Linked DNA regions of Mus musculus: all the other regions are linked to region 1. The links are chromatin contacts, called in public Hi-C, HiChIP or PLAC-seq, capture Hi-C and promoter capture Hi-C maps. All regions are on one chromosome and are shown on one strand. Each heading gives the region's core, a stretch centred on a gene start, on an enhancer-like site or on the middle of the called end of the contact. The rest is flanking DNA. Distances are from core to core; before and after follow the strand shown.

The links. Hi-C and Micro-C count contacts between places; a contact is called where the count stands out from the background. HiChIP or PLAC-seq counts read pairs in DNA pulled down with a chosen protein or histone mark. Capture Hi-C pulls out chosen DNA fragments and counts their contacts.
Region 2: a promoter capture Hi-C map of adipose tissue shows a contact between it and region 1, with 2.0 times the contacts expected there. The contact joins the promoter of Pgpep1 here to the promoter of Ocel1 in region 1. A contact is called at or near these places in 4 of 115 datasets of contacts at active chromatin or transcription factors (embryonic stem cells and pancreatic cancer cells) and 1 of 9 other capture datasets (adipose tissue).
Region 3: a contact with region 1 is called in a capture Hi-C map of embryonic stem cells, with 4 times the contacts expected there. The contact joins the promoter of Ifi30 here to the promoter of Ocel1 in region 1. A contact is called at or near these places in 8 of 39 promoter capture datasets (the 3T3-L1 cell line, the SN4741 cell line, cranial neural crest and 5 more), 2 of 15 datasets of contacts at CTCF or cohesin (embryonic stem cells and large pre-B cells), 14 of 484 Hi-C or Micro-C datasets (CD8 T cells, bone marrow-derived macrophages, cerebellum and 3 more), 23 of 115 datasets of contacts at active chromatin or transcription factors (craniofacial prominence, differentiating embryonic stem cells, embryonic forebrain and 11 more) and 4 of 9 other capture datasets (adipose tissue, embryonic stem cells, liver and 1 more).
Region 4: a contact with region 1 is called in a Hi-C map of the MNK3 cell line, with 6 times the contacts expected there. The contact joins the promoter of Zfp961 here to the promoter of Ocel1 in region 1. A contact is called at or near these places in 1 of 484 Hi-C or Micro-C datasets (the MNK3 cell line) and 1 of 115 datasets of contacts at active chromatin or transcription factors (memory CD8 T cells).
Region 5: a contact with region 1 is called in a Hi-C map of neutrophils, with 2.7 times the contacts expected there. The contact joins the promoter of Mast3 here to the promoter of Ocel1 in region 1. A contact is called at or near these places in 2 of 39 promoter capture datasets (embryonic stem cells and stem cell-derived epiblast-like cells), 1 of 15 datasets of contacts at CTCF or cohesin (large pre-B cells), 7 of 484 Hi-C or Micro-C datasets (CD8 T cells, bone marrow-derived macrophages, embryonic stem cells and 1 more), 18 of 115 datasets of contacts at active chromatin or transcription factors (cardiomyocytes, embryonic forebrain, embryonic hindbrain and 11 more) and 3 of 9 other capture datasets (adipose tissue, liver and pancreatic islet).
Region 6: a contact with region 1 is called in an H3K4me3 HiChIP or PLAC-seq map of fetal liver, with 3 times the contacts expected there. The contact joins the promoter of Il12rb1 here to the promoter of Ocel1 in region 1. A contact is called at or near these places in 4 of 39 promoter capture datasets (hippocampal neurons, liver, pre-B cells and 1 more), 2 of 484 Hi-C or Micro-C datasets (embryonic stem cells and neutrophils), 17 of 115 datasets of contacts at active chromatin or transcription factors (astrocytes, bone marrow-derived macrophages, cardiomyocytes and 11 more) and 2 of 9 other capture datasets (embryonic stem cells and macrophages).
Region 7: a Hi-C map of forebrain shows a contact between it and region 1, with 5 times the contacts expected there. The contact joins the promoter of Zfp617 here to the promoter of Ocel1 in region 1. A contact is called at or near these places in 1 of 39 promoter capture datasets (hippocampal neurons), 2 of 484 Hi-C or Micro-C datasets (forebrain and uterus), 2 of 115 datasets of contacts at active chromatin or transcription factors (astrocytes and memory CD8 T cells) and 1 of 9 other capture datasets (liver).

Annotation. Positions count from the first base shown.
Region 1 is chr8:71,369,236-71,373,623 of GRCm38.p6, forward strand. It overlaps Ocel1 (occludin/ELL domain containing 1), which reads left to right and starts at 2,063. Exons shown (of 4, transcript NM_029865.2): 1 at 2,063-2,750; 2 at 3,233-3,398; 3 at 3,514-3,567; 4 at 3,711-4,388. The coding sequence starts at 2,440. The coding sequence ends at 3,839. It overlaps Use1 (unconventional SNARE in the ER 1 homolog (S. cerevisiae)), which reads left to right. Exons shown (of 8, transcript NM_025917.4): 7 at 1-68; 8 at 292-497. The coding sequence ends at 474.
Region 2 is chr8:70,657,535-70,661,922 of GRCm38.p6, forward strand. Pgpep1 (pyroglutamyl-peptidase I) reads right to left here and starts at 2,204. Exons shown (of 5, transcript NM_023217.4): 1 at 2,076-2,204. The coding sequence starts at 2,109.
Region 3 is chr8:70,764,670-70,769,057 of GRCm38.p6, forward strand. It overlaps Ifi30 (interferon gamma inducible protein 30), which reads right to left and starts at 1,994. Exons shown (of 8, transcript NM_023065.3): 1 at 1,840-1,994; 2 at 251-433; 3 at 96-125; 4 at 50-94. The coding sequence starts at 1,962. It overlaps 6330537M06Rik (a long non-coding RNA gene), which reads left to right. Exons shown (of 2, transcript XR_003947402.1): 2 at 1,256-2,906. Pik3r2 (phosphoinositide-3-kinase regulatory subunit 2) reads right to left here. Exons shown (of 16, transcript NM_008841.3): 16 at 3,507-4,228. The coding sequence ends at 4,021.
Region 4 is chr8:71,948,917-71,953,304 of GRCm38.p6, forward strand. It overlaps Zfp961 (zinc finger protein 961), which reads left to right and starts at 2,150. Exons shown (of 4, transcript NM_001164581.1): 1 at 2,150-2,244. The coding sequence starts at 2,179.
Region 5 is chr8:70,790,425-70,794,812 of GRCm38.p6, forward strand. Mast3 (microtubule associated serine/threonine kinase 3) reads right to left here and starts at 2,009. Exons shown (of 26, transcript NM_199308.2): 1 at 1,802-2,009. The coding sequence starts at 1,890.
Region 6 is chr8:70,806,649-70,811,036 of GRCm38.p6, forward strand. It overlaps Il12rb1 (interleukin 12 receptor, beta 1), which reads left to right and starts at 1,801. Exons shown (of 16, transcript NM_008353.2): 1 at 1,801-1,970; 2 at 3,183-3,242; 3 at 3,907-4,021. The coding sequence starts at 1,904.
Region 7 is chr8:71,920,605-71,924,992 of GRCm38.p6, forward strand. Zfp617 (zinc finger protein 617) reads left to right here and starts at 2,221. Exons shown (of 4, transcript NM_133358.3): 1 at 2,221-2,368. The coding sequence starts at 2,366.

The DNA.
Region 1 (4,388 bases), core at 813-3,312:
TAGGCCTGGCCCGCAGCCTCAAGACCAACACACTGGCTGCCCAGAGTGTCATCAAGAAGGACAATCAGGTGTGGTAACACTGCTGCCTCTGTCTGCCTCAGAAAGCTCTGCAAAAAAGGGGCATTGTGACTGGTGTTTTGCTGGTTGAGCAAGAGTTTGTTAAAGCCCAGGGGGAGGGGGTAGCTGAGCATGCTTGGCCGAGGTCACACTATGCACCAGAAGCACAGGCTACTCAGGAAAAGTCATACTTGGGTCTCAGTCTTGTTGACACAGCCCCTTCTTCTCCCACAGACCCTGTCACATTCACTCAAGATGGCAGACCAGAACCTGGAGAAGCTGAAGCTGGAGTCGGAGAGATTGGAGCAGCATGCACAGAAGTCAGTGAACTGGCTGCTGTGGGCCATGCTCATTGTCGTGTGCTTCGTGTTCATCAGCATGATCCTGTTTATCCGAATCATGCCCAGGCTGAAATAAAACAAGAAAGCCTGCACACCAACCCACATGTCTTCAGTGCTAGCAGTGTGTGTGTGTGTGTGTGTGTGTTGCAGGGGGTGCCTGGGCTGCAGGGTGGTGCCAGCCAGGACACCTCTATCCTGAAGTCAGCCTACAGCCCTTCACCTGGCCACTCTGCTCCAAAGGCGTAGGGCAGCCTACAATACACAACAAAACCAAGTCTCAAAAACAGGAAGAAAAGTTAAAACCTGCCTGGGAGAGCAGTGGCCACGCAGATCCCCTCCCTAGGGAGGCAGACTGAGTTTAGGGCCAGCCTGGTATACACAGAAAATTATAGGCCAGACAGGGCCACATAGTGGGACCTTGACTCCATCTTCCAAAAATAGCACAAGAAAGGCTTGTCAGGCGGCTCAGTTGGTAAAGACACTTGCCACAAAGCCTGACAGCCTGAGTTCCACCCCAGAGCATGAGCAAAATAAGCAGTAAGAGTTAGGGACAAAAAAGCCAATCAAAAACTATATTTAGCCAGGCACTGGTGGCGCACGCCTTTAATCCCAGCACTTGGGAGGCAGAGGCAGGTAGATTTCTGAGTTCAAGGCCAGCCTGGTCTACAGCGTGAGTTCCAGGACAGCCAGGGCTATACAGAGAAACCCTGTCTCAAACAAACAAACAAAAAACAACAACAAAAACAAAATTAAAAACTAATAAATATATTTGGGCCGGGAGTAGTGGTGCATGCCTTTAATCCCAGCACTTGAGAGGCAGAGGAAGGCAGATTTCTGAGTTTAAGGTCAGCCTGGTCTACAAAGTGAGGACAGCCAGGGCTACACAGAGAAACCCTGTCTCGAAAAACCAAAAAAAAATATATATACATATATATGTGTGTGTGTGTGTATATAAATATAGATAGATAGGCTGGAAAGATGGCTCAGTGGATAAGAGCACCGACTGTTCTTCCGGAGGTCATCAGTTAAATCCCAGCAACCACATGATGGCTCACAACCATCTGTACAGCTACAATATTCTCATATACATGAAATAAATCTTTAAAAATAAATATATTAACTGTAATGGTAACTTCAGGGAGTCTGACATGCACACACACATAGTTAGCATAATAAACGTCACTTCTTAGGGTCTAGGGAGATGACTCAGTGTAAGAGTGTGACTCAAGTATGCAGATCTAGGTTCCAACCCCTAGTACTCTTGTAAAATGGCAGAGGTGGGGAGCAGGAACCTATCAACCCAGTGCTAGGAGGGAGATACAAGCAGATCTACCTGGAGCCCGCTGGCCAGCCAGAATACCTAAACAGGGACCATCAGGTTTCGGAGAAACTGTCAAAAAAAAAAAAGTAGGGCTGTACGACACTCAACGACCTGTATTGGTCTCTGAGTATGTACAAGGTCACACACACACAAAAATAATACAATTGCTAAAGAAAAAAATAAATTGGTAAACAAAAAAAAAAAAGCAGAAAGAAAAGAAAAAAAAAAAACTACCTTATTTTCCCAATAGACTGGGGTAAATGAATAGGCCAAACAGCATAGTGAAGGGCTGATTCCAACCCAGAGAGGAACACGCGCCGCAGGCTCCGCCCACCCTGAGAGCCCCGCCCTAGCGGCCGAGCGCCCGTGCCAACGGCTCCACCCGCAGTTCCTGCACAGCTGCGTTCCCGGCGGCAGGGCCAGACGGGGCTCTGGGACAGGTGACACCGAGTGGGATCCTCGGATAACCACAGGCGGGCGGGGGCTGGAAGCTTTGTGGGCCGTAACCCCGCGAGGCAAGAGGCGAAGGGGTCGTCTCGACTCGGACCCCAGTCGCCCTCCGCTGCTTTGCGCTCTTCCGGTTTCAAGAATGGGGCGGGGCCCGCGCTGCACCGCCAGCCACTCTCGAGCATGACGCCGCGGTGACGTCGCGGCGCCTCGTCAGTGCCCCTTTCCGGGATCCGCACTCTGGGTTGCGCGGCCAGCCAACCGCGCTCGCGTATGCAAATACATGCAGGTCCCGCCTCCAGGCGCGGCCGGCGGGGTCCTCTGGCCAGGCTCTCAGGCCCGGAAGCCACTTGCAATTCGCGCCCTGCCGCCAGGGGGCGCCAGAGAGCTGCAGCCCCACGCATGCCTGCCCCGGAGCGTCCGCGCTCCAGACGGCCGCAGAGCCAGCCCGGGCCGGGAGAGCTCTGCGTGAGGCCCCGGAAGATCGTGTTTGCGGATGAGCTGCGCCCCCGGGAGCCACTGCACCCTGAGAAGCATCCCAGAGATCTGGGACCCCGCCTCAACCCAGTACCTGACTACGAGCTGTGAGTGCCCACTCGTTGTAAGACCAGGTCTGGTCGTCTAGTCCAAGATAGCCCCTACCTTAGTCTCCTGAATTCATCATACCCACGTTCCCTCAGAGCTTCTTAATGCCTGGGAAACAGAAAGGGGCATTGAGGCTGGGGTTTTGATGGGCGAATAAGAGTTTATGAAATTAGGAAACGGAATTGGTGGTAGAAGGCATTTTGATTTGGTGGTCAGCACTGGCAAAGGAAAGCCAATTGCCGGGCCTAGCAGTGGTGACACACGCCTGTAATCCCAGCACTTGGGAGGCAGAGGCAGGCGGATTTCTGAGTTCGAGGCCAGCCTAGTCTATAGAGTAAGTTCCAGGACAGCCAGGGCTACACAGAGAAACCCTGTCTCAAAAAAACCAAAAGAAAAGAAGAAGAAAAGCCAATTGCCATGATGGGTGGAAAGACAGATTTCCCTCTACTTATACACTGACTGACCCCTTCCAACCTGGTAGTAAGTACCCACCAGTGACCAACAGAAGGGACCGGAGCCGCTATGCCGCAGTGTTCCAGGACCAGTATGGCGAGTTCTCGGAGCTCCAGCGGGAGGTGGGGGCCACACAGGCTAAGCTCCAGCAACTGGAGGCCCTGCTGCTGTCGCTGCCCCCGCCACGAAGCCAGGTCAGCCCAGGAACTCCTGTGCCCCAGCTTCCTGCGGCTGTGCAGCTTCTACTGGGTGGCATGCTGTCAGGGTCATGGTGGCCCTTCTGAGCCCCTTCCCACCTTGCCCTTTCAGAAGGAGGCTCGCATGGCAGCTCATGTCAGGAGAGAGTTTGAGAAGAAGCGAGGGGTGAGTGGAGACTCCTGGGGTCACAGATTGGGCTGTGTGTGTGTGGTGCTGTCTTGAGACTGGGACCATGTAATCAAAGCTGAACAGCTTGAGGGCCTCTGGTTACAGTGCCAGGAGGACTTCCTCAACTCTTGTCCCCCTAGGATCCTGGCTTCCTGGATAAGCAGGCTCGCTGTAACTACCTGAAGGGTAAACTCAGGCACCTCAAGGCCCAGATCCGCAAATTTGATGACCAGCAGGACAGCAACAGTGAAGACTCTGTGTACTTCTGAGTGTCCTGGAGATGGTGGCGGGCTCCTCCTCCAATAGGAAACCACACCAGTTCTTCCAGGGAGTAAACATGGATTAGACACCTACTGTGTGCAGCTACCTAAAAGCATCCCTTCATTTTACAGAAGGGGAAATGAGGTTCATAGACCTGTCTGAGGTCTCATATGGGGGCAATGGCTGTGTAGATTCCAGGGGGCATAGTCAGAAGGCATGAGTTGGGGCAGCCTGGCATAAGTATTGTGATGGGGCATACTAGGGGTAAGGGCTGGGCAATGCTTGGGGCCTGCCTGCAGGGGCGCAATCCAGGACACCTTGATCCTGTCCACTCTGCATAGCTCCTCAGATGAAACTAACCTGAGCCACTGAGGATGACAAGTCCCAGGCCACTTGCAGGCCAGGAGTCTCCTAGGAAGATGTCTTCCAACAGAGAGGACCACATGTGTGGAGTTTGTAGTAAAAGTAGATCAGCTAGGGCTTGAACGCAGGCCTCGGGCTCAATAGGCATGGATCTCACTCAGTCCCACTCCACAGTTGGGCCCCTAACTCCCTGG
Region 2 (4,388 bases), core at 954-3,453, 710 kb before region 1:
CATCCCCAGACACACCCCTATTCTAGCTTCTTATCCAGTCCTTCCTGGTATGCCCCAGCTATGGGCTGTGGCCTCAACTTGCTGAGTCCTGGGGTGACAGGCACAGGCTTCCTTGTCCCAATTGGGTCCTCACACCTGGGAGGACCTAGTTAGCCTCTCTCTTCAATGCTCTGTTCTCCAGCCAAAATCCAACTACTCTATCACTGTCTGGGTGGGGCTGTGGACCACCACTACTTTAAGATTAGCTCACAGAGACTGGGAGGGGGGTGTCTCCAGGACAGGCTGGGTGGACACCAGACTGCTTCTGCTTTTGGTCAGTTCAACCTTCAACCTCCAGGTCCTATCTCTGACCAAGACAGACCTCCAAGGCCTTGTGGCATTTGGCTCCATTCCCTCTGAAGTCAGGGTTTCCAGGGCCTAACTGTCATGAGCAAGAAGTGACGCAGAGAGGGGGCTGACTCTACCAGGTCACACAGCAGGAGTGGGAAGAGGCTGGGATTTATCCCATATGGGTAACTCGGCCTCCTTCTCTAGCCACTGGGTTGCCAAGAAAAGTTAAATTGAGAAAAACAAAAACCAGCCCACTGGCCTCTGGGTGCCATGGTGCAGACCCAGACTCCAAGACTGTTTCAGGCCAGTCCAGGCTACATGAGACCCTGCTTCAAAATAAATAAATACAGCTGGAAAGATACCTCAGTCAGTTGCCACACAGGGCCCGAGTTCAGCTCTCCAGCACCATATACCGGAGGTGAGGAGGCACAAACTTGTATTCCCAGGGCTGAGGAAGCAGAGACAGGCAGTCTGGGGCGCTATGGCCAGTTAGTCTAGCCTAACTGGCAAGCTCTAGAGCAGGGGTTCTCAGCCTTCCTAATGCTGCCATCCTCTCTTTCTTTCTCTCTTTTGCTACTTCATAACTGTAATTTTGCTATTGTTATGAATCATAATATAAAAATCTGTGTTTCCCCACAATCTGAGGTGACCCTTGTGAAAGGGTCAATTGGCCCACAAAGGGGTCGTGACTCACAGGTTGAAAAATGCTACCTCTGAATGCGTCCTAAATTGAGACACTTTCTCAAAACAGAGGTGGATGGAGCCTGAGTAATGACACCCAAGGTTAACCTCTACACACACACACACACACACACACACACACACACACACACATCTAAGAACCTGGGTTAGTGTAACTCAGGTGGTAAGAGCCTGCTGCCAGTGTTAAGAGGTTAAGAGAGAGCCACCATACCTCAGGACAGCAGGTAGAGGACACATCTTGGGGCATCTCATCATGGTGGCACATGCTGCTCACCCTATCATTTGGAAGTTTGAAGCTAAATCATCACCCTGGGTTTGTAGCCAGCCTTGGTCACAGAGTTAAGTTCCAGGTCAGCAGGATAGTGCAACAGAATGAGACTCTATCTTAATAAACCAACCAACCAAATAAACACCCCCACCCCCAGAATGCTCCAATGGATCAGGGACACTGTCGTTCACACTTGTACTGCAGGGAACAGCAGGGAGAAAGTCCCAACCTTTCTCAGTTATAAAACACCTGTAGGAGTGGGAGTTTTTCCTGGCTCACTCCCTGTGGCCTCTCAGGGCAGAGGCTAACCCGAGTGCCCTCCTCCAAGGCCTGGAAATAAGAACAGTTGGCTTCCGGGGGTGCTGGTGACAGTAGGAGCTGGTCTCTAGAGTCCCTGGGTCATTCCGGGGTCAGGTTGACTCCAGGCCCAACACCTGCCCCAAACCGGGTTGCAGGCCCCTCCAACAATACAAGGTGCCAGGAGCAGAAGCTGAGCGGATCGTATGTCACTGGGACTTTTCCTGGCCGTAAACCCGCCTTTGTCCCCGGGGTCAGCGGGTGGGGACATGCCAGAGCTCTGAAGAGGCAGGGAGGGACTGCAGTACGCGAGGTGACCTGTCTGCACCCTAGTCCCCGCGCACTCCGAACTCCCGGCCGCGTGACCCCGGACTTTCCAGGTTACCAGGACCGAACGGTGCTATCGCGGGCGGCGACAACTGCAAACCTCTGGCAACCGCGAACACTTGCCCCGCCGCCCCGGTCCAGATGCACCTACCGGTTACCACTACCGCCTTCCGCGGCTGCTCCATGGTGGAATGCACTCTCTAGGATCCTGGCTGTAGGGACTGGAGCGGACACGGACCCCCGAGCCCCGCCCGGCCGCTCGGCCCCGCCCCCTAACGCTGGGCCTGCGCGGACACGCCCCGGACACGCCCCCGACCAGCTGTACGCTCCCCTGCGCGGCCCCCCGGGTTCCGCCGAGCCCCAAGCGCACCACTACACCCTGGACCCCAACGCCCGGGCCAGGCCATTCCTAGGCCACGCCTCCTAGAAACCACACCCCTAGCCAACCCCGCCCCCAGTCTTCCAAAGACCCTCCTCCAGGTCCTGTAAGGGACCCACCACGCCCCCAAGAATCACACGCCTGGAGCTTTCCAAACTCTCAGGTCGGGGTCACGCTCCAGCCAGGTCCCAAGCTCCCAAGACACTCCCAAACCCATCCTTAAAACAACTGGGCCCAGGTCATGTACCTCCGCCTACTCCCACGCAAGTGCAGATCCTTCCAATGCCCCTCGGCCAGGCCGCAGTCCACGTTCACACCCGCGACCCATGACATCCCTGGCTCAGGCCATGCTCTCTGAAACTTCTTCCTTCTAAAATCTACTCCGCCCTGAACCCACCTAGGGCAACGACCCCGACCCCCCTTCCCTTTATGCCACTGAAAACACTGAGCTGGGCATGCATACCGGGTCTCCATCTAGGCTCCGCCCCCAGTCTACCACCGCCAGGTTCCCTGTGGCCGCAGGGCTCACAAGGTACCTGGAGCCATGCCCCGCCCCAAGTATCGACCAGCCCAGGCCATCTCCCCTGGTCCCCCTGCCTGGCCACGCCTATTCGCTGCCAGGACCCTCCCCCTACTTGAATTTTAAACGTGCCTCCAACACGTAAGTGGGCAATGGGAGTGTGCTCCGCTCCAACCTTCTCAGTCTCAGTTTCTCTTCCTGTAAGACATAGGGCGGGGGAACAATTTGATTGTGTTCACTCATCACAGTTTACAAACAAGGACACCGAGGCATGGCTCTGAGGAAGACAGAAGTGTCACTTCAGCAGAAAGCTGAGGGAGGGGCGCAGGAGGAAGAGCTTTGACTCTCTGCCAACATGGCTAACTGGAATACTTCCTTTCCTTGGCTCCAGGTTGCACCTTATTACCCCAGAGCCTTTGCTCACCTGCACATCTAGCTGTTCACTGCCCAGACTTCCTCCTCCTGCAGTCCTTCTCCGACTGTCATCTCCTTTTAAGGACGCTGTTTTTCCATCCCCTACCTGGACATCGTTTAGGCTCATCTTAAGGAGGTCCCATTTTTCTAATGTTTCATATTTTTAAAAATCTTTTTTTTTTTTTTTTTTTTTTTTTGGTGTTTTCGAGACAGGGTTTCTCTGTATAGCCCTGGCTGTCCTGGAACTCACTTTGTAGACCAGGCTGGCCTCGAACTCAGAGATCTGCCTGCCTCTGCCTCCTGAGTGCTGGGATTAAAGGCATACGCTACCACGCTCGGCTTTAAAAAATCTTATTTGTTACTATGGTGTGTGTCACTTCAGCTGCTTTAGGGTTAGCCTGTCAAGGCAGCCTTTTGCTGAAGGCTGGTGTTTGACCTGGTGCCCAACCACCATTTGGGTACCTGGGACATCCCCTGCCTACCCTGTAATCCTCTATTGTGATTTCTGCAAAAACACCAGGAGAAAACAGAGCCCCCTATCTGTGTCTGCAGAGGCAGGGTGGGGCCTTACTGAGCCACAAGCATCTTGTTCCAAGCAGTTATGACCCTCCATGTTCCGGGACACTGGGGGAACACTGGCTCCCATGCACAGCCAAGAACCCTTCCTCTGACTGCATAGCATATAAACAGACAAACGGATCCATAGTATGTTGGGGGAGGGGCAATAGGAGAGAGAGAGAGAGAGAGAGAGAGAGAGAGAGAGAGAGAGAGAGAGAGAGAGCAAGAGCACATGCAGGGTAATTAGGAGAATGAGTAGATGGGGGCCCTCATTGGACTGAGTTTAGGCTGGGGAAGAAGACAGGAAGGGCTAGCGAGAACTGTGAATTGAGAGACAGTTACTTGAGACACTAAGGGAGCCTGGAGGCCAGCATGTGCTTTGGTCTGCTGATAGGCACCACTGGTAGCCATATGTTCCTTCTGCCTGAAGTAAGAGTAAGAAATGACTCCTTTTGGTAGATGGGAAATAATTTCCAAGATCCTGAGGAAATCCAGCATTTACTTAACTGCTAGAAATCTTCCCATAGCCCAGGTTGAACTCATTTCTGGATAGCTGGACTGCCTTTTGGGGCTTGGAGAAATAATTTCCTTTG
Region 3 (4,388 bases), core at 744-3,243, 600 kb before region 1:
AAGTGGCCAATCCCGCCTCCCTTCACCGCAGGTCCGCACTCCAGCTTACCTCCACCATGTTCAGTCTACACTCCAGCTCCCCGTGCTGGCACGTGGAACTCCCACGTACCGCTGACATTTCTCTCCTGCAAGATAGCAATGGATCTTGGTGAGCTCAGGTGACTAGGTGTTCCTGGTGAGCTCAGGTGACCAGGTGTTCCTGTCCCTTGGCATCCCTCCTGCTTCAGTTTCTTTGCCCCGCCCCCAGTACCTGTGCATTCCCGTAGGGCACCAGGGTGATGTTCATGATTTCCATCACCATCAGCCAGGTTGGGAACAAATCCCGGACGAGGAAGTAGCGACAAGCTCCACACAGGGACTCATAATACAGGCTGACTCTGACAGGTGGTGAAGGGGGCAATGGGCGTGGCCCCAAGAGGCACACATCGTGGGCCTGAAAGGAAGAGAGGTGTCTGGTGAGGTATGGCCCCGGTCACCCCTGAAGAGGGCAGCCCTATGCCAAGACCCTTATAGTTCGTTCAGCCTTGTGGCACTGGGGACTAAAGGTTTCTTTGCACGTGTTGGGGGAGCAGTCTCCCAGTGAGCCACATCCCGGGCCCTCTGAGGGTTTTTTTGGGGGGGGGGTTTAGAGACAGGGTTTCTCTGTGTAGCCCTGGCTGTCCTGGTACTCACTTTGTAGACCAGGCTAGCCTCGAACTCAGAAATCTGCCTGCCTCTGCCTCCCAATTGCTGGGACTAAAGGCGTGCGCCACCACCGCCAGGCTTTTTTTTCCCCCTCTGAGGTTTTCGAGACTCTAGATCCTGTTCCGCAATCACAGTTTATCTACAAAACGGAACCTGACAGGCTCTCAAACAGTAGGTGCTCAGCGAATGCACAATCTTTAACTATATTCAGGAAGTGCTAAGACAACACTAGCACCCGGGAGGCAGAGGAAGAGTTCCAGGCCAGCCTGCTGTACATAGTGAGTTCCAGGACAGTCAGCCCTACACTGAGACTCTGTCCCCTCCATTAACAAAACAGAAAACCAAACCAAATCAAAATAAAGTAAAATAAAGTAAAAGAAAAAAAAAAGATATGCATATTTCTAGTTGCTGCTCTCTCGCTCAGCTTTGTCTGTTCAGAGATGCACACTCTGAAGCCAAATACATGCTCTCTCGCTTGATCTCTCTCCGTCCCTCCTCCCTCCCCACCTCTGTAATTTTGCGCATCACAGCGATGCCTTTCACCCACGAAGACTCTATTCTTCCTCTCCAGGGACCCAGGGAAACTTCACCCAGTCTGATGCCCGACTAGACACAGAAGGTGCCTGATGCGTGCAGAGACTTCCGGTCCCCGGGGAGGGCGGGCCGAGTCTGAGCAAGGATCTAGGCGTGCGGGGCATGTGTTTGCTCCAGGTCAGAAGCACGCTAGCCCCCTCTCTTCTTCGGCTGGAACGCACACCGTAAGCGACAAGAATTGTGTGAGGGTGGAGACCAGACAGTGATTCAACAGGTCTGGAGCAGAACACCCCCCCTCACACACATACACACACCCCGTGCGCGTGCCCATCCCTCAGCTCTTCACTCAGACATATCCGGTAGGTGGTTGATAAATGCTCAGGCAAGGCGGGCAGGGGATAGCTGCATTTTTCAGACCTGAGATGGGGAAGAGAAAGGACGTGGACACGGTACTCAGAGTTCAGGGACTGGATTAGGGGTGGCGGCCCTGGGCGTGACAGCTTTCCCTGAAGACATTGGAGTTCCCCAAAACGAGTTCACGGAATAAGTGCAGAGAAGTCCCTAAGCTGACAGACTGGCGGGCATCTGACCCTGGGCCCCTTCCTGCGTTGCGGTCCCTACCTTGCAGGTGGTTGTGCCTTCGGAGGATGCTTGCGAAAGGGACGCAGTGGCTGCTCTGGGAACCTCGAGTGGGAACAGCAGAAGCAGAAGGGACAAAAATGGTAGGATCGGAGACCAGGACATGGCTGCGGAGGAAAAAGCTGGCAGGACTGCTTGGTCAGGCCAGGAAGGCGGGAGACTTTAAGCAAGTGGAGGCCCCACCCACTAAGTCCACGCCCCATCCAGGCTCCTTCTAACCCTGGGACTCCTTTCCTGAAGGCTCCGCCCCAGCCAGGTGCTGGTCCCAAATCACGAGGCCACAAGACTCTGTCCAGCCTCCAGTCCTCCGCGGCTAGCATGTCTGGTCACGTGAAGTTTTTGGATCAGGCATGGGAAGGGGGACTCCAGACAGTGACGACCAGACCGAGGGACAGGAGGCTCATGTTCTTCCCCAGAGCCCAGCGGAGGTGGGGGAGTGACACATTCTCATCACTAATTCTTACTGCCATGACTCCAGGTCACAGCAAGCCAGCCCCGCCCGCCCGGCACATCCCCCCACCTCCGCTGATTCAGGCCACAGCAAAGAAGCTAGCTTAGGCAGGGCAACTTCCCATCTCTGGTTCTGGGCCCTGGCTTGGGTTGAGGACATAGCTGAGGTACTTGCTTCCAGCAACTGAGTGTGAGACTGGAGATGTGCCTGGACTCCAGACACTGTCCTTTTCCATCAGCTGCGGTTTCCCAGTCTGTGAAATGGGGTGCTAGTGACACATGACTGTGGATAGAGTCGCCAGGAAAGGATCATGCTGTGAGAGCCTCTGCACCAAGTCAGTTTGAGAATTGAACCCTGGGTCCCTGGAGCAGTGACAGGCCACAGAACAGCAGCACCAGCAGGAAAAGTTCCAGCTCCAAGCGTGAGAAAACCGGGTTTTCTGTGTAGGAGACAGCAAGCTAGAGGGGATGGCGATTTGGGATGGCTACATGCTGAGTTCTGTTCTAACCAAGTCTTGATTCCAACCCTCACCCCTCTGCAAGCTGGGCAGAGACCACCCCTGAGGCCACGAGTACGGATAACATTTGTTTTCTCTTTTGTTGATTTGTCTCCCCAGCTAATAAGCTTGTGATTGTGCCTCAGCTTCCCAGGCTCTGGGGTCACAAGGTGCTGTTTGTCTTAGGTCACTTGCAGGATGCAGCATGGACCAAGGCCAACTGAACCCATAGGGTAGTGGGTCAGGGACGGGTTCTGTCCGTTACTGTCCTAGCTGAGCCTAAACGCGCTGGAGGGGGAATGGGAGCACTTGGCAAAGTACTCATGGGCTTAAGTCTTGATGTGTTCCTACCCTAGTGCAGGACTTTTGCTAATGAGCACAGATCCTGGGGTCTGGTCAGCAAGTGTGCAGAGGGCCAGAGCTTGGTCTCCCCTCACAAATCAGGGAGACTAGGGACAGGCGACACCCGCCTGGGTGGCTGGGAGGTTGTTGCCTTTCTTCCTGATGAGGAAGTTAAGGACGACATGGGCGTCACAGCTTGTGTCTGTCCGAGCACCCTGGAGCTGGGGCAGCAGAAGAGGGGCTGTTCTTGGGTTTAGGGTCCCTGGCAGGCCAGGACATGGGTATGGGGCATGGCCACTGGCAGGACAAAGTCTGTCGTTCGCAACAGGGTTTAGGAATTCCAGTCCCCAAAGACACTCAGCCAACAGGTACAATGTTTCATATTCGTATCAATAAATGTACCGTACAAAACCTGCTGCCCATCCGCCCTGGGCAGGTATGGGGTCCAGGGAGCAGGGACACACCCAGGGCCCTTGTCCCAAAGGGGAGGCGATTGCACAGTCTGGAGAACAGCGCAGGGCCTGGGCGAGGGCCAGAGTTTGTATTTTGCCCGCCAGAGTGGGGAAGATTCTCGGCAGCTGCGGGGTAACCCCCTGTGACTGGTTTCACTTCGACCTTAAGAGGGGAAGTTGGGGTCCGCGGGGCGGGTCCCGCCCGGCCCCGAGTGTCCAGGCCTGAGTTCCTGGAAACCACCTAGCGCGGTTCCTTTCTAACCCCGGGGATATGGCTTGAAGAACTCAGGGCGCCCAGGCCAGTGGCCCCACAGCCTCTGTAAACATGGCAGGCGCAGCGGGAGGGATGGCCTCCTGCGCGTGTTCACCAGGGGAGGGGATCTGGAGACAGACATGGACAGGGAGGCAGGCGAGGTGGGCGCTCAGCGTGCTGCAGACGGTGGGCCAGGCCCGGGGGCACGCACAGGGTGTGCGAGGGTGACGGTAAGTGCGTCATTGTGCTGCACGAGTGATGCGTGCTGGTAGTGCAGCACCAGCTCCTTCAGGGACCCGTACAGGTTATAGGGCTCTGCGAAGCCGAAGCCGGTGGCTGTGCGGTAGATGACACAGTGCTTCGTGTCGCCGTCCACCCTGCGTGGCCAAAAGAGCTGCTCAGAGAAGAAGCCATGCCTGCCTCTCCCCCTCTTCACTGCCAAGCTCAACAGAGCCTAGCACACAATGGAAATGGGTGCTCAATGCACACAATGGATTCGCAACACAAATGACTCAACCCCAACCCATAGCCCAGCAC
Region 4 (4,388 bases), core at 900-3,399, 580 kb after region 1:
CCTGACCATCTTTTTTATACCAACCCAAAATCCATTCTTTTGCACTCTCTTCTGAATGCCATCCTTCATCCCTAGATTGGAGTATCTCTAACCAGTAACTATGCCTCTTAAACAATTGTTCCTGCTGTTCTTCACTTAACAAGCACCAAGGAGGGCGAGACCTTCCTAACCTCTCCAAGAAAGGCAGACTAAACCAAGAGACAAGTTTACTTCTCTCTTGTCTCCATTCCTGTAAGCTCCAGTATACGGAAGAGGGTCATCAGTGGGTTGTGGAATTTTATAATCTTTCCCCTGGGATTTCAGAGGCACCCACAACCTGTTTCCTATAACATAAACTAGACCCTGTGAAGTCATAATAGTGACTGTCTCCTTCCTGGGAACACTACTTTCATTTGCCCTTTCTTGGAAAAGAGTCTTTTCAGGAGTTTTAGCAATGGTTTGTTAAGTAGTCATGCACAAAGAAGAAACAAGATGAGGAAGAAATTAGCTATCCTGAGGGCAAACTTGTCCCCAAGGAACTCAATGCCCATAATTAGCAGGAAGTAGCCTAGTGATGTTGCCCCCTTTCCCTGATATCCTTTTCTCTCTCTACCTAGTGTTAGGGGGTTGATAGGGTGAAAAAAGTGTATATAAAGGAGTGGAAGAAAGAAGAACCTACAAATTAGCAAAGACAGCCTCAGTAGAGATTTTTCTAAAAGGTATCCCAAGGGGAAATGAGAGGGTATGAATGACACCATTCCCATAGATGAGCGAGAGATCACAGTTACATCTGTCAAGGGCACCCCCAAGACTCAGAGAGGACCAAGAGAAGACCAACCGATAAGTAGGTCATTATCACACTTGATCGCCTGAGGAGACTCAGTACCTGAAACTAAAGCCAGGGGTGAAGCTCAGGAAGGAGGTCTCATCTGCAGGACAGGGTTGGGGGAAAGGGCCAAGCATAGCTTTAAAGACTGTGCCTGGTGGTATCTCTGCAGTCTCTACTCCTCAGGGAGACTGCTGCCCTTCAGATGTTCTTAGAACAAGCCCCAGACCTTAGGAGCATGGAGACCACTGACTCCATGATGGAGTTGACATTTGGTCTGTAAAACTCAGCACATAGACAGCACCACCTGCCAATCAAAGCCTATAGTTCTGGGAAAGTCTCTAAATGTACAAACCTTGGTTTTTTGGCTTCTATAGTTTTGCTTCTGGCTCACTGATCTTGCTAACTGAAGCATGTTGACCTGGAATATGGTTTTTGTGTTTAAGAGCTCACCCTGAGAAAGGCCCTCAGTACTACAATAGGATCCTTAACATCCAGTGTAGTTGCCAACCAGTTAATAAAGACATTCTATTGGCTTAAACCATGTCCAAGCAATCTTCTCTGGCTAATATCCCACAACATTCTGATTAAAGAGCAATTCTGCTTCTGTAGTTGCCTATCTACTTTCTAATTATTTCCAAGTCACCTCTACCAGTCCCAATTGAACAGGGAACCTTATCAGTAATGCTACACAAAAGGAACACAGGATATCTGAAATACATCACAGACCAAGCACATAGTGGCCTTAGAAATGATATCCACAGCCCTGGGTTGTGGGGGTGGGGTGGGGTTACAGAAGGGGTTGGGGGTGAGGGACTTACTCGCTTCTCTGGACACAACCCGGACCTTGTCAAGTCTGACCCTGGCCTTGTCCTTTCATCTGGCCTTAGATTAAGAAAGCTTTACATTGGCTAGCCCCACAACAACTTTTATAGTAGCCGGCCTTGAACTCCAAATCCTCTTCCCTCCATCTCCCCAGTGCTGGGATGGCAGGTTGTGTGTGTCATCACACCCAATTTTCCGCGAATAAATCTGGCTTTTCTTGTGTCCTTTTTGGAAACAAGGTCTCCTGCAGCCCAGGTTAACCTCTCACTAAACAGTCTAGGATTAGCCCGCAACTCTAACTCACTCGTTCACCTTCAGCCAGGCGCACAAGCCCAGTCAGACCTGAGCCTGCTGTGGGGTGCCTCTGCGAACCCCAGACCTGAACATCAGTTTCCGGACTATGTTGAAGGCGATAGGTCGCTGGTCCTGTCTATCAGGGACTCTAAAGCCAATCGGAATCGCTCATAGCAGAGCCGTCCAATCAGCAGCGGGAAGCCTCTCGGAGGCCGGGCGCCGCCATTTTCGGCGCTGTCCTTGGCGGCTTAGCAATGCGCAAGGTACGCGGCAGTGACACCCGCCACAGCGCAGCTCAGGCAAGACGAGAGTGCACCATGGTGAGTGCATCTCAGAGACGCGGGTGGGAGCGGAGGGCAGAGGAGTGGCGGGCTCTGCGCAGTCGGAAGCTCGGGACTTGCCGAGAGTTTGCAAACCGACTCTGGTGCCCTTTTCCAGAGCCCGCAGCCGAACCGCAATGTAAAAGGGGATCATGTATGCTTGTGTTCAGGGGTAAAATGGAAAGGACTATGTAGGGTCCCCACGGAGTTAATTTGCTCTTTGGGCTGGTTTTGTGGGGTGTTTTTTTTTTTTGTTTGTTTGTTTTGTTTTTTCGAGACAGGGTTTCTCTGTGTAGCCCTGGCTGTCCTGGAACTCACTTTGTAGACCAGGCTGGCCTCGAACTCAGAAATCCGCCTGCCTCTGCCTCCCAAGTGCTGGGATTAAAGGCGTGCGCCACCACGCCCGGCTTGTGTTCTTTTTGATGTTTTAAATTTACACTTATTTATCGAGGTGCCCATGGGGCAGTAATCTGAGTCTGGTCTCTCCTTCCACCTTGTGGAACCTGGAGAACGCCAGTCTAAGGCTTGGCAGCAAGCGCCTTTTCAGCTGAACCATCCCACTAGCCCCTTCTTTCTTTTTCCTTTACTACTTTTTATAAAATTGCATTTCCTATGTGAATATTCCCAACCCTGTATAGCCACCAGCAGCCGCGGAGAACTGGGTTCCTGAAAAGAAAGCTGGGGCTGGATGCGAAGGACAGACGAGAGAGGAATGAAACAAAGACAGAGTTTCTGAGCAAGGCCCAGTGTTTAATTCTTGAGTCTGGTTTTTAAAGGGAGGAAACCCATCCCCCACTTTGCCAGGATCTCATCAGGAAAACAGGCTCAGCTGGTAGTGGCTTCTTGCAGGAAGCTGCAGCTGCAGCTTCACCTAGGTCAGAAGACCCTACCCCAGTTGGGCTAGCCAGCAGTGGCAAACAAGGTCTGCTTTAGCCTGCTCAAGGCTGGGGGAAGGGCACAAACCTGGTGGGACCATGTGTTTCTAGGATTCGAGAAAAGCAACATATATATGAGCTTTTGTCCCCCAACAACAACAAAAAAAAATCACATCTTCTTGGAAAAATTTACCTTCAGTTACTGTAGGTTTCTCCTTTTCCTGGTACACCACAAACAGAAGAGGTGGGGGTAAGAGGCCCACTGTAACCCCCAACTGACCAGTACTACTTCATAACTTGTGTCTGGACCCTGTAACAGCTGTCTTGCTTGTGGACAGAAACAAGGACCCAGTCCCACAACAGAAGTGACACTTTGAGAGCAATCGAAGAATAAATAATACAGAGCATATTAGCAGAAAAAACACAGCTCAACAAGGAAGACAGGCATAGTTTATTGAGTGGCCATGACTGGAACCCCCAAACAACCCTCTATGTCTCGCTGTGGACACATGAGTGGTGGTGGAGGCCTTTAATCCCAGCACTAAAGAGGCAGAAGCAGACAGATACTGATTGTGAGGCCAGCCTAGTCTACAGAGTGAGTTCCAGAACAGCTAGGGTTACACAGAGAAACCCCACCTTGAAAATACTTTAAAAAAAAAAAAAAAAGGAACAAGAGTCAGGAAGTGTTTATCAAAGGTGTCAGTGGGCCTCAGGTTTAAAGCAAGTGTGAACTCAGTCCTGGAGTTTTCTGATGCTGTATGTAACATTCTCAGATATTCTGGGTTTGATGTAAGCTAGTGGTTGACTAAGAATTGTAGGATTTTTTAATAATTTCAAGGGGCCAAAAAACAGCCCTCAATAATTTAAACTCTCCATAATCTTTTGAGTGGACCCATGTGGGGACATGGGAACTGAACCGAGGACCTCTAGAAAAGTAACGTGCGCTCTTAACCACTGAGTCATCTCTCCAGCCCCTTAAGATGGTCTCACTATGTGGCCCTAGAACTGAAAAAGTATAACTCAAAAGCAAAATTCTAGACCTTTAGGCCCAGGCTTGAGAATGCGACCTCTGTGACTCAATGCTCCAAGGTATGCTAATCATAAAACAGATAACGACATTCCTCCATCCACCCGCTTCCTGGGTTCAAGGAGTGTTCATTCAAAGAAAGTCATCCTGACCCACCCTGACCTGCTGGAACCGGCTATGCAAATGTGCTATTGTTAGGGGCTCTTAGAAACTGTCTTGAGAAATAACTCGCACAATTACCA
Region 5 (4,388 bases), core at 759-3,258, 580 kb before region 1:
TGAGACAGTCTCATATAGCACAGGCTGGCCTTGGGACAGACTCAGAGGTGACTCTCAATGCCTGATCTCCTACGATGACACATGGGACACAAACTGTTTCAACGTTCCCTTTCCATCCTCATTACCACCATATGACATGGTGGGAGAACACCCATCTAGCCTTGTGGGGACACTGTCAGGTGACTAGGACACACTGACTTCTTCCTTCCCAGCCCCTGGCCTTTCATCTTACACCATGATGGCAGCCAGGCACACCCAGATGTCTGGTGGAGACAGGAGATGCCCAGAGGCTGTGGTTGTAGGAAGCCAGCTCCACTCCCCCTCCCTGTCCCTGAACCTGCTGTCCCTACCTTCCCAAGATCCTGCCAAAGAGCTAATGCTTCAGTCTGTGGTATCACACCCCTTCAATCCAGTCTCTGAATTGGGGGCTACAGTGTGGGCTACATACAAACCCATGTCCCTTTCGGCCCACCTGCCCTGATCCCCCAGCCCAGGTCTCTGGCCCGTTCTGCCCACCAGACCCTGAGCTTCGCCTCCACCTTGGCAGAGTTGAAGTCACAGGGATCCTGCCCTCCTTCCCAGCCCCCTACAGTCACCCAGCAACGGCGGCTCTGACTGAAGGCAAGGAGAGCAGCCCACACAGCCCTCCACCAACGCAGCTCTGTAAAAGTGTCAGGGAGGGAGCGACAGGAGGGGCCCTAAGGAGGCAGGGAGGGTTTTGGGTAACAGAAGGGCAGTTTGCAGGCCAAGATAGGAGGTGCCGCAGGCAGCAAAGGGCATAGGTTTTAGGGAGCTGAGCCCAGCCTGTCTGTTGCTGCAGGAGGCTCTGTTTTCCCCATCAGGACAACCAGAAGGTGCACAAAATCAACACACCCTGTGAAGCTGGCCTTGGGGGACCTATGCTCTAAGAGCCTGCCTACAGGAGGCCACGCCCCCAGAGTCAGCTAAGCCACAGGTGTGGACACAGTACAAACCAGCATTGAGCTGGGGGACCCACCAACTGTACCTGCTCTTCACACAGGGAAATCGGGGCTACCAGCTACCAAGAGGGTAAAGAATTGCCCCCTAGGCTGAAGTGTGGGTGCAGAAGCGGAACCCAAAGGGCCCTGCAAGACTTCCTGTCGCCCCCCCTCTGCACACGACACACACTGGCAGCCACATCCTCTCCCTGCCCTGCTGTCCCATGGTCCTGCACCGGTAGCCAATGAGACTGGTTGGTTCCTTTCCCTTATGCTTAGACAAGACCTTGAAAACAACCATATTGGACGCCTCAGAGAACCTGGATCATCTCACTTGAGCACACATTAAATGCCAACTGCTTACACTGTTCCTTGCTCTAAAAGGCCTGTAAGCCATGGTAGGCACCACACTATCTCAAGGCCCAGTCGAAGCTTTGGATCGAGCACTCAGGGTCCTTGCATCTCAGACTTTTCCCAACTATGCTAACCTAAATACAGAGAAACACAAGCACAGAGAGGTTGAAGAACTACCTGGAGTCACACCGCACGGTAAAAGCTATCTTACAATTAGAACCTGGGTCGACAGTTGAGGCACCATCTCTCTTGGCCTCTGTGCCTTGCAAAGGAGGACCTGGGCCGAGGAGAAGCATGCCTTCTTGGCTGTAGACCTGCCACCCACTCGTCAGTCTGGGCCATGAGTATTTGCATCTGCGCCAACATTTCCGCTGAGTGTCCAGAACAGACTGCTTCATTCTTCCCAAATTCATCGCTTTGCAAGGCCCGAGTCCCAAGTTCAAATACCGGCGTCCACAGCTAGACCCTGCGCCCCAAGCCGTCCCTACCTTTTGGAACGCTGTAGCAGCGCACCCTTGGCCAGGCGGCTGCGGTGCCCCGGGGCCGCGACCGCGGTCCAGTAGCTGGGGTCGGACATGCTGCCGCCCTCCGTCTGCCCGGGCCTCGGCCAGATCGGCCGGATTCGGCCTGAGCCCCGTAGAGCGGCCCAGTGGCCGCGGGCAACAAGGAGCGCGCGCGGTAGCAAGGAGGAAGCCCGGCTGGGAGCCCCGCCCAGTCACGGGGCGGAGCCTGAGGGGGCGTGGCGTCGTGATGGAGGAGGAAGGGGGGCGAGGCGTTGCTACAGTGCTAGGCGGGGCGTTGCTAGGGTCCCCAACTAAGGAGCTTTTGTTGCTACAGCTCTGCCGGAAGCGCTGGGATGGAGCGCAGTTAGAACCCGCCTGTCGGTGCCCAGCATTGCCAGGGCCTTGAGGGACAGCGCGGGGCGTTGCTAGGGCCCCGAGCAGATCGGCGCGGCGTAGTGGACGTTGCTAGGGCTCTGGGACTAACGTGAGCGTTGCTAGGCCCCCTAGCAGCACAGGCAGGGGTTTGCTAGGGTTCTGAGCATAGGGGGCGGGGTTACCTGGCCGTTGCTAGGGCTCTAGGTAGCAAGGGCGGGGCGTTGCTATGGACCTCAGCAACACAGGCAGGTTGTTGCTAGAGCTCTAAGCACCAGGAGAGGCACCCTGACAGGAGAGCGAGGCGTTGCTATGGACCTCAGCAGCCCAGGCAGGGCTTTGCTATGGTTCTGAGCATTGGGGGGGCGGGGCTACCTGGCCGTTGCTAGGGCACTGCGCGGTGAGGGCGGGGCGTCGCTAGGGCCACAACAAGCAGGTGGGGCGTTGCTAGGGCCTGGACGGCGGAGTAGAGCTTTGGCGGTGCTAGTAGTGCAGGCTGTGACGGGTCTGCCCTCTGACTTGGAGGTGTTAGCCCTGCCTGGCTCTTCCCCTTTCCTTCCCATCTGTATGATGTCTGCGATGAACGCAGTGTGCATGGCCACGAAAGCCATTACCAAAGGCGATAAGTCATATATACTACAAACCAAAGGAATATGTCCTTTTCCCCCAGGTCCTAGGTAGCCAGTGGTCATTCTGACAGCACCCGACTCCCTGGACTTTTAGACACCGGATCAGAGCCTTGCTCGGATTTGAAGCTCAGATCCTATATTTGGTGCAAGAAGATAGCTGGGGAAACTGAGGCACATGCACCCAGGTTTTCCCCAACTCATCCTTGTCAAGTCACTCTGAGACTCTGCCACGTCTCCTCCAGGCTCTTTGCCACGTCAGGCGTTTCCCATGCTGCTGGCTGCAGCACAAACCCATATCCAGTCATTTATTCACTTGATAAACATTTATTGAACACTTACAGTTTACCTGCCTCTGGGACATCTAGGGGTGACTTCAAGGTAGTCCTTGATCTCAGATAAGGAGACAGATGAAGAATGTCAAAGAGTAACTTCAAAGAAAGAGGGATATAGCTGTGCTGGCAGAATGCTTGCCTGGCATGGAGGGCTCCATCCCAGCCCTCACCACACTTTTGGAGGTGGTAACACACACCTGTTGTCACAGGACTTGAGGGGTACAGGTAGGAACTTAAGGCCAGCCTGGACGATATTTCTTTCTCAAGAAATAGCAAAGAAGGCAAGCAGACAGGCAACATAATAATTTTGACCATGAGAAAGAAGAGAATCAGTGGGCATGGGGAAAGAGTGTCACAGATGGGGAGGAGGGTGCTCGCTGAGCTAACCACACAGCTGCAATAAGGATTGGAGCTCACTGAAAATGCAACAGGGAGCCATGGATGGTGTTAGAGCGCCTCCATGTCTGTCCTGGAAAGCAAAGAAAGACCTTTGAGAAGCTGGGATAGAGGGTTAAGCCTCTAGTGAGGAGCTGGTGGCATGAGGGGACAAAAGCTGAAGACTACATCATGGAAAGACCTGGAGAAAGGGAGTGGCTAGAGCCCAAGTTCTGAGTCACAAGGACAGGCCCTGAAGTGGCCACATGTGACCAAGAGGATCATGATCACCTTGTGTCAGGTCTGAGCACTGAGCTCAAAGCCTCCTGACTGTGGACACAAATGGTGATGGAGCCCTGGGCTTCATACACCTCCAGGAAGAGCCACCCACCACTGTTGTGCCTGGGAACACACCTCCACGACACACCTGATACACAGCTGTTTCCTTATCCCCAGCCACAGACTAATGCCTTAGCAGCCCACCTGGCCTGTTTCCCACTCTGAAGAACTGGGCTATGCAACTATCCAGAGTGCCTGCCTGGCAAGGCTGAGCATACAGGGGTCCCTGCTCACAGGTCCTCTGCCGAGGGGTTCTAGATGAAACCCTCTTGGGGCAGAGGCCATAACATCACCTGTGACTTGCTCTGGGGACTTTGCTTTATCTCTCTGCTACTGCTTAAATGGCAAAGCCTTGGGTATGTCTTAATCTGGCCAACCCATCCTGTTACCTCTTCCCACATTCCAAATAGCTGGACCACTGTCCCCAGCCCCCATACCCTGCACACCCCAGGTACATTCCCTCTGAGCCTGGCCTCCAAGGCCCTGGGCAGTCTGTGGCCTGTAGGGTCAAGTCAAGATGGCCTT
Region 6 (4,388 bases), core at 551-3,050, 560 kb before region 1:
CATTCAGTGGTTTCTTCTGCTATGGTTTCCGGGGCCCTTGTGACCTATTCCTTCCTGCTCCCCGCCCCCATGTGTGTAATGTTCCTGAAAGTGGGGCACTCTGGGCACTTAGCTATCTATACTGAGCTTTCAAAGGAGCCTGTGGGTGGGGGAGGAAGACACGTGTGAGTGCCCCACAATGTGACCTCAATAAGGGGAAACTCAGCACCCCAGTGTGCTTGGGATCTCCTCCCCACCTCACACACCCTCCATGGCTCCCTAGGTCCTTCCTAGCTAGGCAGGCCCCCCAGCCTGGCACTTGAAGAAGCTTGAGGCCATGGTCTTGCTGCCACCAAGCACCGACTATAGCTGCCTGGCTGCCATTCACCCAGCCCGGCCTCCTTCACATGCAGCTTGTTGGGGGAAACAGAGACAGATACATGTATTTGTGTGAAGGCAATGGTGGCAGAATGTGGACAGCTCCCAAAGAACCAAGTTTGGCCCCCGTGATGCTGAATCACTCCATCTCTTTGCCTCCAACTGGGGCCCCTGGACTCAGTTTCTTTATCTGTGATGTGGAGTCAGCCATAGCAGTCTTTCTGAGAGCAGGCCATTTTAAGACAATGGTGGGGGCAGGGTGCAGGTCAAACTCATGCTATACTCTTCCACGACCTAGAATGTTCTGAATGGCCTAGAACTCACAGCAGTACCCCTGCCTCAGCCTTCCAGGTAAGTGCTTGGATGGCAGGTTTGTGTTACTGCACCTGGCTTTCCCTGTGTGTCTATTCCATCTCCCTGACTCCATCCCTCCCCCAGCCCCTGGTCCCTCCCTGTGAGCACCAGGGAGCCAGTCTGTGTGGGTCACACGGGTGGAGTGTGCCAGGGCAGAGACACAGCCTCATTGTCCCAGAGCTGCTGACCTCATAGCCTTCAGGACACTTGACCCTGGGCCAGGCTGAGCCAGCTGTCCTGAGAACATAGCCCCTGCTCCAAGCTGCCCTCCCCCCAAAAGAGCACCATGAACTCATCTGTATAGGCCTCAGTTTCCCCTTATGCCCAACCCACAAAAGATTATCATCTGTGTGAGCCCTGGAACTTTTAATTTGAGACAGGGTTTCTCTGTGTAGCCCTGGCTGTCCTGGAATTCACTCTGTAGACCAGGTTGGCTTCAAACTCAAGAGATCTGTCTGCCTCTGCCTCCTGAGTGCTGAGATTAAAGGTGTGGACCATCACCACCGTGCTTTGATAACATCTTTTTTTTTCTCTCCTCCCCTGATGACATGTTTAAAGAACGGTCATACCACTTAATTTTTTCTTTCTCTCTCTTTCTTTCTTCCCTTCTTTCTTCCTTTTGTCTATATAGTACAGGCTGCCCACAAAAATCATGGCCATCCCTTATCTCAACCTCCCTGTACTAGAAAATGGACTTTAAAATGCAACCTGCAGGTGGGGGCTCAGTTTCTAGAGCATCTATCTGCACAGCATGCAGGAAGCTCTGGGCTCCATCCCCAGTCCCCGTTGGATCAGGAGAGGTGTGATACACACCTGTCATCTCAGCACTAGGGATGTGAGGGCAGGAGTTCAAGGCCAGCCTCAGCCACAGAGTAAATTTAAGTTCATCCTGAGCTACAGGAAACCCTGTCCCCACCCCCCACCCACCCCCCAAAAAAAACCCTCCAAGAGATTTCTAGGCTTACTCACCCCAAGGTGGGTTTGTAGTGCAGAGGGGCCCCCACCTTTGGGCTGACTTCCTGGCTTTTGCTTTCACTTTGACTGGCCTGGAGACAATGAGTTTTTCTTTCTTTTCTTCTCCCCCTCTTCACTTTCTTTCTCTCTCAGTGTCAGTGTGTTTCTGAGCGTGGACAAGGCGGCTGGGCCCCTTCAGCCCTGCAGAAGTTCCTGGGGCCTCACGACTCGGCTCCTCATGGACATGATGGGGCTGGCAGGGACCAGCAAACACATCACCTTCCTCCTGCTTTGCCAGCTAGGCGGTGAGTCCCCACCAATCCTTGCACCACTCTCCTGGGTAGGGAGGGGTCCCTGGCAGCCTACAGGCTCCATGGCCTGGTGGTTTCTGAGGCCGTCTTCCTCTTTGTCCTTGTGGCCTTGGATCTAACTTAAGTCCGGGTTTGAGTTTCCCCTCTCAGAGGAGTCTGACCCATTCCAATCTCCCATCTTCTTAAACAAGAAAAGCTCAAGGGATGGCAGACACATGGAAGATTGCATGTTCTGCACACAGCTTGCCATAGACTCTCATACATGGGATATGCACAGGCCGTGCCTATCAGGACAACGCCTGGACCAGGCTGAGAAGGGCCGGGGCCCCGTGGATCCACCTCAGTCATGGCTGCTGTGTGACTCTGGGCAAATTCTATGCCTCTCTATGCCTCTCTATTCCTCTGTAGGCCAGGCATCTGTAGCTTGTTGGCTCCAGGGATAGCAGTCAGGATTGCCCCAGCAAAAGAGCTGCAGGCCTTTGGAGGATACCATGTGCTACTCATAGCAAGAGGCAAGGGCCCCTCCTACAGAGGGCTACCATCCTAGAACCTGAGGCGGCAGAGAGGGAAGCATGACTTCAGGCTGCAGGGCTGGGGTCACCAGGGGAGGGAAGAAGACCCTCACCTTAGAATCCAAAAGGCCAATTTCACCGGACAATCTTGACATGCTTCCAGTTAGGCTGGCGTCCTTGCCTGGTGTGTCTACACTCTGTGTCTACATAGGCTTCTAGGGAGACCCTGGTGCTGGAACACCTCAGTGGAATCCCCACAGGACATCACCATCCCCCGGGGACTGTTATTGCCCCTGACTACCAGGATCGTGCACTTGTGGGGCTGTTACCCTCCTCAGCAGCTTGCTTTTCTAGGGCAAATGTGCTGCCCCACCCCCCTTCCTGTGTGTGCCCTTGGCAGTCACAGAGGGACCCATGGGCCACCTGGGGGAGGGATGACGGCTGAGAGAGGACGGACTGATGGACAATGGGTGGGTAGACAGGTTGGGTGAGAATGAGCGTTTGAGTGGGTGGGTGGATTTTTGGGGTGTGGGGTGGGTGAATTGGGTGGGTTGGTAGGGGTGTGGGCGAGGGATGTGTGGGTCTGCAGGCTGCTGTGCTGATAGCAAACAGACACAGACGGACTCGGGGGTGGGCAAGCTGATGTTCGCTCCTGTGCTCTCCCAGGCTCACAGGACTCACGCTTGTCTTTCAGCCTCAGGCCCAGGTGATGGCTGCTGCGTTGAGAAGACATCGTTCCCAGAGGGAGCCTCAGGTCCGACACAGGTCCTCCCAGGCTGAGAGCCACACCACACTCTGCCTCATGTTACCCCATGTGTGTCCCTCCTTCCCAGCCCCTGCACGACTGGACCCTGCTGGTCCCTTTCAGGCACTCATGAACATAGGTCGCCTTGGCCCCTCCTCCTTTGCAGCCTGGTCTCAGGGTTTAAGCACCTGTTATTTAGATGGGCCAGTGTTTGGGACAATTACCAGCTACATATTTGCACTCAGTCCCTAAGGGAAGTATTTATATTTCTTAACAAATACCACAAAAGAACCCCAAGAAACAGGGTCCCCAATCCGCTGTTATCCCAGGCCTTGGAAGACTCCGGGAGTGGGAGTAAGGGGTAGTGTGGGGCACTAGGGGTTCATAGTCATCTTTAGCTAATGAGGTAAAGATCAGCCTGTCTACCCTGCAGGGCAGGGGTGCAGCTCCTGTGCAGGTAGGAAGCCGAGGGCTGCCCGTGTGCAAAGGAAAGTCTTTCTGCTTATCCTGCTTAGGGGGCTCCCCCTCCCTCCTGTGCAGGTAGGTGCTGAGGTGGAAGTTAGCCCTGTCCCTGTGAGGTCCAGCAAGGGCAGGATTGGAGGAAGGCATGGGGACACAGGGATGGTGGTACACTGTGGAGCCCCACTTCTCAGACCGCCACAATCTCCCACAGGCTCACCCTTAGGACCCAGGAACTTGAGTTGCTACAGGGTTTCCAAGACAGACTATGAGTGCTCCTGGCAGTATGATGGCCCTGAGGACAATGTTTCTCACGTCCTGTGGTGCTGGTGAGGACCCATTCCCACAACCTCATTTGTCTCCAAAATCACTCAGGCAAAATCTGTGTGTGAGCTCCTGCTGGGCATGATCCCCGCCCATCTCTGAGTGTCAGGTGACATGGTGACAGGGGCTGCATGTCACTGCAAGGGACAGACAGTCTAGTTTCTCTCCCTCTCCCTCCCCCCCCCACCCCCCTTTGAGACATGATCTCACTATGTAGCCCAGGCTGTCCTCAAAGTCACACTCACAGAGATCCTCCTGCCTCTGACTCCCGAATTCTGGGATTAAACAGCGGTTGGGATTAGACTGCGTCATGACTTTATTTTCCAACTGACCTTTATGATTCTCCTCCCGCCCCCTGCCCCTCCCCGCTGC
Region 7 (4,388 bases), core at 971-3,470, 550 kb after region 1:
GTCTTTACATATTCTTAAATTTTCAATCTCTTTAAAATATCCATCTCTTTTAAAATCCAAAGTCTTTTTACAATTAAAAGTCTCGTAACTGTGGACTCCACTAAAACAGTTTCTTCCTTCAAGAGGGAAAATATCAGAGCACAGTCACAATCAAAAGCAAAAATCAATCTCCAACCCTCCAATGTCTGGGATTCAACTCACCATCTTCTGGGCTCCTCCAAGGACTTGGGTCACTTCTCCAGCCATGCCCTTTGTAGCACACGCGTCGTCCTCTAGGCTCCAGATGCCTGTACTCCACTGCTGCTGCTGCTCTTGGTGGTCATCTCATGGTACTGGCATCTCCAAAACACTGCGTTCTGAAATGGTTACTCCCTGAATGAAAATTTTTGACATGAAGGCTGTTTGGTATGGTTGAAGAGGTTCATTGTAGACAGGAGAAACAATACAGCCAAAGAAATCTAGAAGCGTCCAGACTGAACCGGACCATGAGAGGAGAGGTTGCCGAAAGCAGGGGAGGAGAGAATGGGGAAAGAGGACCAAGAGAGATCCAGGAAATAAAAGATAACAGGATCAGAGGCTGGGGGAAAGGAAGCCCAGCCTCAGGCAGTGGAGGTTTAGGGTAGGGAGTAAGGTGAGAAGTGCTGGGAGAGTTGACCAGAGGCTGCTTTATCTATTAATAGGCACCTCAGCCATTTGTCCAGGGATTCTGTGAGATCCAACAGCCCTCAAGGTGGGCCAAAGTGGCTGGTTTTTACCAGCCTGCTCCTTTAGGCCCAATCTCGTAACTTTTATGCAGCCCTCACTTGGACAGAGTTAAGCAGTGTGTTGTGCTGTGACAGTTCTCAATAGTACCTGGCTCGTCCTTGCTCCCGTTCAGGTACACTATGCTGAAACATATCAAGTGATATGAAAGTTCCTGCCCCCTAAAAGGTAATTTTTTAAAAAATCAGACCTTTTTATTTGTTCTGGGGAGTAGTCTGAGACACCTTAGGAAGATAGATAGCTCTGGGATTTGGTCCAGACAATGAAAGCTGTATCTCAGGCTCTTCTGCTCTCCCCTCCCCTTCTCAAGGTTAGTCTGTCCACCTCTGCCTGCCCCTCATCTCCTCTACCTCCTTCCCCACATCACCTCCTCCCAGACCCGCCTGCCAGGCTTCGAATGGAAGCCTGCCCCTTCTTTTTTTTTTTTTTTTTTTTTCTCGAGACAAGGTTTCCCTGTATAGCTCTGGCTGTCCTGGAACTCACTTTGTAGACCAGTCTGGCCTCGAACTCAGAAATCTGCCTGCCTCTGCCTCCCAAGTGCTGGAATTAAAGGCGTGCACCACCACGCCTGGCCCCCTGCCCCTTCTTTTAAGGCCTTTTTTGTTGGTTGGTTGGTTGGTTGGTTGGTTTTTTGTTGTTGTTGTTGTTGTTGGTTTTTTCGAGACGGGGTTTCTCTGTATAGCCCTGGCTGTCCTGGAACTCACTTTGTAGACCAGGCTGGCCTCGAACTTAGAAATCCGCCTGCCTCTGCCCCCCCCCCCCGAGTTCTGGGACTAAAGGTGTGCACCACCACACCCGGCTTAAGGCCCTATTTTTAGAGCTGCATAAATTGTACTGTTTCTGTCTAATGTCACTTCCACCTACAGGGCTGAGCATGGCTTGAGGCACTTTATAATAAACCTCATTTCTAAAAAGAATGTCCTTTGTGGAAGAGCTGCTGAAGCTTTTTTTTAATTGCTGGAAAGTACAGTTTTTTTAATGTTGTCATTAGCGTGTATTAATTACACGAAAAGTTTCAATATAACATTTTCATTCATGTATCTTGTTTATATTCATACACACACAGACCTTTACCTGCTCTTGTCCCTCTCGAATTCTTTCATCTTTTATGTCTTTGTGTGTCCCAATGAATCTCATTAGTGTTGTTGACAGGAGAGGGAGTGGTTGTGTCAGTAAGAGGGAGAATAAATTTATTCTGTCACTTAGGCTTCGGAGACTGGATCTGTGGGCCCAGCAATAAGGGCCAAAGGAGCGGCAGGTAGGGTGCCGAGAGGCAGCGCCTTGTCCGCCATCTCCCTTCCGGGCGGTTCTCAGTAACCAACTGTGGGAGTCCCGGACGGTTTAGCGTCCTTGGCTGTATGACGCCATACCCTAGGAAAGGTCGGGAGGTCCGCCGGAAACTCCCGGTACAGACACCAGTGTGTGAGCTGGCCAATCAGCAGCGCCGGCGGGAGGAGCGGAAGTTCCTCACCCGCCATCTTTCTTGCTGGCGCTTCCCTCCTCACAGCTCTCAGCTGAGGAAGTCCAAGTTGCTGAGCCTCCGCGGCCGTGTGAGTGCCTGTTCCGGAGCCTCTGTGGAGCCGCGGCAGGCCTGGGCACAGACATGGTGAGCCAGGCGAGTGGCGGGGCTGTGCGCGGCGCCCTTGGTCCCGGGCGGCGGGATCCCGGTGCTGCGCCGGGGGACGAAGGGCGGCTGCGCACTGTCGCCTGCGGCTCCAGAAAAGCTGCTTTTCCCCTTAGGGAAAGTCAGTCGAAAGCGGGATTCCGAGGCTGGATGATGTGGAGCCGAGCTGGAAGTTTAGGAGACAATTCTTGCGAGTGAGAATTTACGCCCCGCCATGCACGGAGGCCAGGGGAGGTCACCCGGTGTCCTGCTTTGTCACGGCCCGCCTTATTCCTGTGAGACAGGGTTTCTTACTGAACCTGTGGCTAGGCTGCCTGCTAGCAAGCTCCAGCGATCCTCCGGGCTCTGTCCCCATGCCTGGCATTTACTTGGGTGTTTTTTATTTGAACTCGGGTTCTCACCCTTGCTCAGCGAGCACTCTTACACACCGAGTTATCTCTCCAGGCCCGAGAAACATGTCTAATATAGATCTTAAGCGCAGAGATTAATGGAAGTGAACCTGGGAAAACTGAGACATACCGAGATGTGAGGGAACTTCTCAGGGGACAGTCACAGTTCTTTTCCATGGGTACATGCGGCTCCCGCATTTAGGATTGTAATATCCTCTTGGTAGATTATCCCTTTATAGAGTATGACGAGACTATCTTTATCCCTTCTGACTTAAGGTCGGAGGAAGAACTTTTCAATTTTCGTCATCTCTGTGAGTATGGTACTTGAGGGTTTTCAAGTTTATCTTTTACTCTTGGGTTAAATACTGCTCTTACCTCTGCTCCTTTTTCCAGTAATAAAAGTTTTTTTGGAAACGACTGGACTTTAAGTCGTGGTCAAGTTCAAATCATAGTGAATTGCAAACGTATCGGTTTCTTTGTTTTGGATTTTTTTTGTTGTTTTGCTTTGTTGTTTGTTTGTTTTTGTTTTGTTTGAGACTAGATCTTACATATCCTAGGCTGTTGATAAACTTAGTTTACAGCCAAGCTTGACTTTGAGTTTCTGATAGTCTTATGACTACCTTCCAAGTGCTGGGATTCTATGAGCACATCACTAGCTCCTGGTTTTGCAGCTCTGAAATTTAAACCCAGGGCCTCATGCATTCTAGACAAGTATCTACCGTATACCAACTGAGCTACAGTCTCAACTCTATATCAAATTTTATTCCTGAGTAACTTTTCTGTGATCAGCACTTAATATTATTTAATTGACTGAACTTTGTCCTCATGGTATATAGTGGGATCCACTTAGTATTTATTTGACTATTAATTATCAAGTGGCTATGTCTTTCTTTACATGTGGTTTAAATGTTTTAGTAATTTTTCCATCTTTACTGATGTGATGGTTTAGTTTATACTGAGCACACTCATCTTTCTCGATTCTTGTATTGCAGATATTTTCCTTCTATTTTATTGTCTTTGCACCCCATTAATTGATATTTTTCAATTTGTCAAGACATTTAATTACTTCTTTCCTCCTTTCAAATAAAGAATTTTACATTAAAATTGTATAAATCATAGGGCTCGCTCCCTCCCTCCCTCTTTTCATAGGCACTACAGGAACCCAAACCAGATGTGCATAACTAGTCAGGTATAAAACCAAGCTCCCCTTACAAACACACTAGAATAAGAACTTCCCTGAGGGATAGGAAACAGTTATGTTCTCAGGGAAATTGAAGATCCTGGATGCTTCCAGTTGAAAGAGTTGAAAACCTGCCCATTGTGGTGGCATATGCTTTTTTAGTCCCAGCTCTGCAGGCAGAAACAGGCAGATCTCTGTCATTTGCAGACTTGCCCTGTCTATGTAGCGTTCCAGGCCAAGACTACATAGTAAGGTTGCTTCTGAAAAGAGAGAATAAGGGTTGAACACTGGGAGCTGAGTGCAGGATGACTTATATAGCTGTCCTCTGTGTGGGCTGTGACTACCCAGGACAGGGGAATGTTGATACAACAATCTGTCTTGATGCTACTGCTTGTCCATACCTCAGTAATAAACAGAATAAAAGTCATTCATA